Linked DNA regions of Columba livia: region 2 is linked to region 1. A link is a contact called in public Hi-C data. All regions are on one chromosome and are shown on one strand. Each heading gives the region's core, a stretch centred on a gene start, on an enhancer-like site or on the middle of the called end of the contact. The rest is flanking DNA. Distances are from core to core; before and after follow the strand shown.

Evidence for each region. A called contact is a pair of places that touch in the nucleus more often than the background predicts.
Region 2: a contact with region 1 is called in a Hi-C map of liver, with 5 times the contacts expected there. The contact joins the promoter of CCNL1 here to the enhancer-like site in region 1. A contact is called at or near these places in 2 of 2 Hi-C or Micro-C datasets (crop and liver).

The regions. Positions count from the first base shown.
Region 1 is chr9:1,322,724-1,326,598 of bColLiv1.pat.W.v2, forward strand. TIPARP (TCDD inducible poly(ADP-ribose) polymerase) reads left to right here. Exons shown (of 11, transcript XM_065073386.1): 3 at 2,155-2,283; 4 at 3,838-3,875. Among named protein-coding and RNA genes, the nearest start is that of TIPARP, 8.0 kb to the left of the region's middle. Within about 2 kb of position 1,413, at least 1 of the 3 cell types and tissues checked has an H3K27ac peak away from gene starts, as active enhancers do.
Region 2 is chr9:1,444,932-1,449,059 of bColLiv1.pat.W.v2, forward strand. It overlaps CCNL1 (cyclin L1), which reads right to left and starts at 2,017. Exons shown (of 11, transcript XM_065073412.1): 1 at 1,701-2,017; 2 at 1,443-1,517; 3 at 1,137-1,246. The coding sequence starts at 1,976.

The DNA of each region.
Region 1 (3,875 bases), core at 163-2,662:
TCTAAAAGCTGGAAATTGCTGGATTTCTGTGTCACTGTATCTGAAGGGAGCTCAGGGTAGCATATGTGACCCATTTTTGGTGTCTGGAAATGGTTTCATCTGCTCTGGTTTCCTCCTTTAGCATTTTTAAAGTTGTGGTTGGTAGGTTCTTCTGCATGTAGACCAAATGAATGAAATCATGTCTGTAAATAGTATCCCAGGGGACTGGTTTGTGCAGCATTTATCCCAGATAGAGCATGGAACTGACCACACTTTTAGAAAGCAATATCAAATGCAATATTTGCAAAATAACTAAACTCTACAATTAAGAATGAACGTAATATGCAGCAGTTGGGGCATCTGTTTCTCAACAGGTGTGGTTCCTGTGTGGCTTTGGGATCTGCAGGCACATCCCGCAGATAATCCAAATAAAAGCCTTTGAAAGCGAGAAATGCAAAATTATGGTGGTTTTATTTCATCCTTTTGCATATCTTTTTATTCTGATCAAGTACACAATCCCCTGGTTTGGGTCCAGTGTAGGTTTGTGCAGACTGGTGCTGCACATGTGTGCTCTGCAGCCTGGTAGGATCTGAGGATTGAGCCATTTGTTGTGTGGAGGCCACTGGGGAACTGTAACGTTCTCCTGCTCAGGACTCTTGAGGGATGTGCCACCTCTCACCGAGGTACCGTGAGCTTTCAGACAGGTCACACTGGATTTTTGTGATGTGGTGGAGAAATAGAGGGTGAAAGTAAGTCTCGGGTCTTATAAGCAGTTCACATGTAGTCCCCACAGCAGGGCTGTATCGGGTGATCTGCAGTGGGGTTACACTGGTCCAGTTCAGGTCTGAGTCCCTGGTAGTGGGAGGGGGTCAGCCAGATGGGGTTTCTGGGTCTGAAATGTGTCATCCCGGCACCCACCCGCCCTCTGCTGCTTCAGCCGTTCGCATTGCAGGAGGATCTCATGGAGGTTGGTGTCACTTCCCACCTGTGAGTTATCTCGGGGTTTCCCATTCCTGCAGCCTTGAGTTGGGCAAAAGTCTTGTGGATCTTGGCCTTAGGAGAATTTCAGCCTGTAGCTTGTAGACAGAAGAGTTGGCCAGCCAAGTGCTGATGGCTTCTAAAATGCAAATAACCAAAGTAAGGATGAACTAGAAACTCAAGTATCATGTGAAGAATGTTTGGATGAGTGAAGAAAGGGAGTTATTTCTGACTGCTTCATCTTCTGAACGGTTATTTGTAATCATACGTACCACAACCTGGCCTTGAACATGACAAATGTTTGAACTCATTGTGGTAATACCCATTTAGCTGTAGTGGTCGGTACAGAATGAAGTACACAGGAGTCCTCTCCAGCCAGTGGTAGAACTTCAGGTAATGGTTGAGCTCAGGTATAGGTAATGAAAAGGCTGGAGATAAGAAATCTGATTAATACTGATACAGAGGATTCTGTGAGAGTCAGGCGGGGTACAGCAGTGCAAGCACTGAGAAGGGCATCACTTCCCAGCTGGAACAGAGCGTTCTCGCAGGATCTGTCTCGATGTAAAGCCCATATTATGGGAAAATAGTTCAGAACTCCTGCGGCACAGCTGCGCGGAGCTGCTCTTGGCAGCAGCGTGTTATAGCTGCGTGCCTGCGGTCGTGTTGAGCGTGGTGCAGATTTGAGCTGGCTCTGCGCTGAATTGATCCAGGTTCATTGACTTCACGCCATATTGGTATGGATTGGAGATGAATTCATCCATAGAAAACAGAATTAGCGTTGTGTTTTCTAGCTAGCCGATCATGGCTAGACTCAACCTACAGCTATATGTTAAAGGGAATTCTTCCAAGTTAGGTTTTTTCCCTTATTTAAAAAACCTTAGAAAAGATAAAAGGAAAAAAATCTTGAACCGAATGAATACAGCAAGGCAGCATCATCTGCCCTTCTGTAATGCTGACTTCAGCAACACACAGATTGCTGGATTCTAGAAATAAAGCATGTCTAGTGTACTCCCACAAAATAACTCATAAAGAAATAATCTTTCAAATGCATATTCTCACACTAAAATGTAAAGCGTCTCCTACTCATAGTGACTTAAGGCTATTTCACACAAAGAACATCTGCTGAACGTAGCAATCATTTTGCCATTTTCTGCAGGATATTATCTAACGCTCTGGTTTTATTTATGTGTTCTGCAGACTGTATCCATCCAGCTGCTCACAATATCGACAGTGGGGAGGCTTTGGGAGTCAACACAGACACACTGTGCCCTGCAGTACCGGTGGAAGACATGCGGGATTTCTAAGGCAACGGCTGCGTCTCTTCTGGTTGGTTGCTTACATACGTATTAGGCTAAACGAAGGACTCATCCCACTTTCTTCCAGATGGTTTTGTATCATTAGTGAGGGTTAGAACTTTCCAGTGTTGCTACAGCTGATCTGGAACTTTGTGTGTCCCTTGAATGCATGTGATATGTTTGTGAATAATTTCCATTATTATTGCCATTTCCACGAGGCACAATTAAATTTGATGATTTGAACATGAACAGTATTTCCCAAGCTTCAAATTTTTGTTCTTCATCTCCTGCATTTTAGAGGAAATGTTTTGTCGGATTTAGTGTTAACTTCTTCTAGTCATTTGTTTTTAATTTAAGATGTGAATCAGTTGCTGTTTTCCTCTTGCTGTTTGAGTCATTTAGAGCTTGGAAGAAAGAGCTGTCAAATTTATAATACCTCTGCCTTTTATATTGTAAGGATTGACCTTTTCAAGGGATATCTACAGAGATCTTCATTCACACCTTCAGTTTTTCGAAGGTGTTGCAGATCTTTGTAGAATCAGTGTTTTACTGGGTAACTGAAGCTGTGATTAAGGTTTGCTGTAGTGAGCAGCTCTTGGCTGTTTTTTTCAGATGTCAAATACCATGGTACTGTTACCTTCCAGGGGTCCCTTTATAATTGGTTGGAATTTTTGGTTGAAGAATGGACATAATTTGCATGTAGGTAGTAAACTACCTATGTGTTAGATAGCACTAGCTGTTAATTTTAGAGCTGTTTAAATTTTAGTTGGCCAACGCTGCCTTATAAAGGAACATTCCCGTTCTGTTTAGTTTAAGTACGAGTCAGCCTAAAGGACCAAAACCACAGCACTGCCATCCACGTGTTACTATTTACCTTCTCATGGGATCCATGTGTTCCAGAGTCATCAGCACTTTAGAGTTAACCTTCAAAAAAATCTGTAAAATGACATGGTGTTATATTAATGAGTTTGAATTGCTCATATTAGTTACAGACGCATGGCAGTTGTTGCCTTGGCCTTCGCTAAATCCACATGGCTTGTACTGATTTAAGAGACTTCCACGAGAGGGTGCACCAGTTCAACAAAATGCCATGTAAACCGAACGAGCCTGTCCCCATTGTGGGCATATTTTCTATCATTTTATGTATTAACTCATGTATCTAAATCAACTTCAGAATTGGATGGAGGCTTTAATCAGTTTAATGTTCCTGAGGCTTTAATCAGTTTAATGTCCCTGAGGTCTCTCCAGCCTGTGACAGGTACATGAATAGACAGATACACGATATTTTGCAGGTAAGCAAGGCAGGACGTTGAATTTTGAAGAAGAGGCGCTGTTTGCAGAAGCCGGTTACCCTGATGAAGGGCTGTCTGCAGACTCCACTCACAACATCCTAGTTGGACATTTGGGGTTTTTTAGTTTACCAAAATGTGTTCCCTGTTCCTAATCTACACCTGATGACCTGTAAATTCTCGCTACTGCATTTTAAGAGTAAGGCTTAGGGATATATAGATATATATCTATATAGATATATAGATATATAGATATATAGATATATAGATATATAGATAATTTATTTTTTTTTAAGTTTTGAAGTGTCGTCAGTTTTCCTCTCAAACTGGAACA
Region 2 (4,128 bases), core at 767-3,266, 120 kb after region 1:
AGGGCTGTAAAAGAAAAAGCTCTGGGTGCAACAGAAGCATAATCAGGATAAACACATCAAGAAACAGCCGGTCTCCCTAAGGATTTCTACTCTGCTTCTCAGAACACACTATGGGACACTGAAGTTTAAATTCCTGCTGTAACCTGGCTGAAAACAAAATCCTTCTGTAGCTATGGATTACTTTACACTTAAGCAATCTCCCACTAAAACTATTTCATCACAGTTGACATCTCCAGCCCCACCGACTGTGAGATTTAAAGAAATTTTGTATTTAATAGCAACTTAGAAAACTCCTTTCCTTCCACCATTCCCTGTTCCTTCCAAGCAAGTGAATTTGCTTTACACGTGAAAACGTACACGGCTTTACGCACAAAAAAGCAGCATTAGGCACTCCCGACTGAAAACAACCGCAGCTCAAGCAGACAGTTCTCCAGACCTGCACAGACTGTGGGAGTTTACACCCAACTTCACCAACACAAGCACACAGTACCAGGGGAAACACGGATCTCACTTTTTGCAATTAAAGATGCCTTCAGCTTCCAAGACTCAATTACAAACTCCTTGCTGAAGTGCGGCCATTAAATCTGCAGACACTGTAGACCAAACCGTTTTGTGTTTTTTTCCAGATACTTTCTAAAATCGGTTTTTTTTTTCCTAAAAGGCAATACTATCATTGCTGGGTAAAAGCCAGTTTTCATCTTTTGTAACTGATACTTTCTTGGCACCATAACCACGACTGGACAGCTACATACTAACAAGAAAAAAAGCATTAAAGCTACTGAACATGGTGCAAAGCCTGGAGAACACACAACAACCCACTAATTCACCACTCATGCCTAAGACTACCTTTCAAGAACTACAAGACATTAAGAATCAGTTAGCAATGGACCTAGAACTACAGCCATGGACCTAAAACTAGGATCAATACTCATGACTTGTAGCTATAGAAATAATGGAAACAGGTCTATCAAGTCACCAAAAGCAACGGCAGGACTGCACTGCCTAGGCAACAGCCAAAGAGCTCTCCTTTCTCAAGTCTAGGTCGTTGAACTTAGCCTGGAAAAATACTGTGAATTGAAAATTGCAGCATACATTAGTGACAACTTTTTTTATGTTCGTAACGAAGCTAATCTTACCTTTTTGCTCTTAGCTGACGCAAGTGATGAAACACATTGATCACGTCCCTTATACGTCGAGGCGCCTCTTCGATTTTGGATGCGAGATTGATGCAGGCCATGGCAACAATCTGAAAGAAAGCCCCGTTTTCATGAAAAAAAAATCATTTTTAATCCAGATAAAACCAGAATTACGCATCTAAAAAAATATTAAAACACATGGCTTAAAGGGCCGAAGAGAGCAGCCTGTCTGACGAGCGCTTGGCCAAATTCACCCCTCGCCCAGCACCTGGTGCGCTCGTCCCCCACTCCCCGCTCCGCCCTCACCTCGAAGCTGTGCTTGACGAAGGACTTCGAGTAGAAGAACCGATGAAACAGCACCTGCCCCGTTGCCATCGCCACCTATGAGGGCAAAGAGGAGAGGAAGAGTCAGCCAGTCAGTCACGGGCCCAACCGCCGCCGCCGCCATTTTGTGTGAGGCGCCCGCCGCCCCCCCGCCCTTCCCGCCGCGCCACAATGGCGGCTCCTTCCTCCCCTCCCTCCCTTCCCCCCGCCCGGCCCGGCCGCCCCGGGGCGCGGCCCCACCTGCGGCAGGCGGAGAAGGATCCCGGCCGCCTGGATGAGCTCGCAGCCCAGAATGCGCAGGTCGGTCTCGCACTGCAGGTCCAGGCCGTCTTGCATGGAAGGAGTCGGCGAGAGGCGCTCCTCGGGGATCAGCGAGTGGTCGATGGTCAGCGACACCTCCGAGTAGAGCCGGTCGCCGATAAGAATTCCCGGGGCGGTGGGCGGCGGCGGGGCGGGAGCGGCGGCGGGAGCGGCGGCGGGGGGGGCCGGGTGCGCGGCGGCGGCGGCGGAGGCCATGATGGCGGAGCGGTCCGCACCCGCAGCCGGCCACGCACAGACTAGCGCGGCCCGGCGCGGTGACGCAGCACACAACGGCGTCCGCGCGCGGCACGCCGGGAAAAAAGAGTCCGCGGCGCCGGGCCCGCCCCGAGCGCTTCCGGCCCGGCCGTGCGGGAGCCGAGCGGGGCTGGGCGGACAGCGGCCGTGCGGTCCGGATGGGGCTCCGCTTCGCTCTTTCTTACAGCGGGTTCCGCGGCGAAAGGTTTCTAAACGGTGACAAATAACGAATTGCGCGGTGCGCTTCACCGCAGCGGAGGTTAAACTCGGTTTTAAAGGGGCCGGGTGGCTGGTGGCCGGGCTGCACGAGGGGGTTTGGTGCTTCCAGTTGAAGAGAAGCTGCTAAATTAATGTACACTGTGATTAAGTTATAAAAGATGTACCCATCATTAACCAATCGATGTGATCAATGCTTTCTGACCACCTGCAAAAACAGGGGGTACTTCCCAAGTTTGGATTCTACTGCACAAGAGGGAGACAAGATGAAGTTTAGAAGCAGAGTGCTTAGCTTATATTTAACTAATAATAGATGTAAGTAAGAAATGAAACAGTTATAACTAACATTATCATTTCTTAGTATAGATATATGTCAACATTTTCAAAAGTCGTAATGCATATGTAATAATTACGGCAATATAACCAACGCAAGAGCATCGAGCCTCTGAAGCGCTAATGGAGGATGATCCCCAGGGCTGATAAAATAAAGAATACCGCTTAGCAGTTTAATTGACTCTGCTGTTAAGTTTATTTCTTCATTTTACAATGTATTACACATGAAAAAAAGAACAAATCCATGAAGTAGTGTGAGAAGGTCCCAGGGCAGCTGTGGGATCCCACGGGAACAGCTCGTGGGGCCAATTCCGGAGCCTTTTCTCCCATTTCGCTGCTCCCGCCAGCCTGACATTGGGGGTACACACGCCATGACCTACACTCATAATTGAGTTTTATTGGCTAGAAATGGGTTGTTTTTACAAGCTGCCACTTGGGTTACATCCCCTAAGGCTGTTCAGCGGCCCCGCTGGTTTCTGGTGACAGAAATGCCACAAATGGCATCTTTATTTCCAGTAAAAGAGCGTTTGCAACGGGAAGCAGCCCTCCTCCAGTGGGTAGGGCGTTGTTACGGTTGCGTTTCCATCGCAATCCTATGCGCTCCTTAAAAAGAAATAAATAAAAGGGTTATTCTGAGTAAACACTGATCACCAACCCGCCGCTGGTTGCATCACTTCACGGAAACCGCACTCCACCGTCTCCCTCCGCGGCGACACGCCCAGGCCGGGACTAACTTGCCGGGGCCGTAACTGTCTGCGAAAGGAAGGCAAACCCCGCCCCCGCGGGCGGCTTCGGAGCCTGATTGGCTCGCTCGGCCTGAGTGGCAGGAGGCCCCCCCGCGGCTCCTCCGCCATGTTGTGAGGGGGCGCGGGGGGTGTCCCCTCACGGCCCGTGTCCTCGGGTGTCCCCGGCGGCCGCTCCCCCCAGCCGCGGGGCATCTTAAGGAATTATAGAACTCATAGTTTAGGAGAATATTAAGGCAGCAACCTTTAAAGATTAACCAACCTTGTAACCACAGAATCTTTGTGTAAGCAGACCTTGTAACCACAGTACCCTTGTACTTGGTAATCATACCCTATTCTTGAAATTGACAGAGATTTACGACATATTCTTTTAAAATAGGTAACTGAGAGGTAACCGTGAAACATACAAATGTGGCTTAGCATTGCTTAAACCGATAGCTTGTGTTAGGTGTGGAATACGATAATGGCTGTCAAGAATTGCAATGACAATAGGAGCCATGTATGAGCCTGTGGAGTGACACCCCCGGTCTGGCCCCCGCACTGAATAAGAAATGCTACTTTTAAATCAGGAAGTATATTTTATTTATTGCCTTGGTTAAGGATGAGCAAACCTGGTGGGAGCGAAGGGTTCGCAGGGCGCACGGTTGGTGAACCCCATGGAATGGGGCCAGGTTGCAGGATAATCATTAATTGAGCAGAGGGTCAGAGTCGTTAGCTGCTGCCAGGCTTTGCTGAGCTAAGCCTAAGATAAAACCATTTGTAGAGAGATAGAAAACCAAGGTTTTTAATCGGGGACAAGACAAACTAGTGCAGAAGCCCAG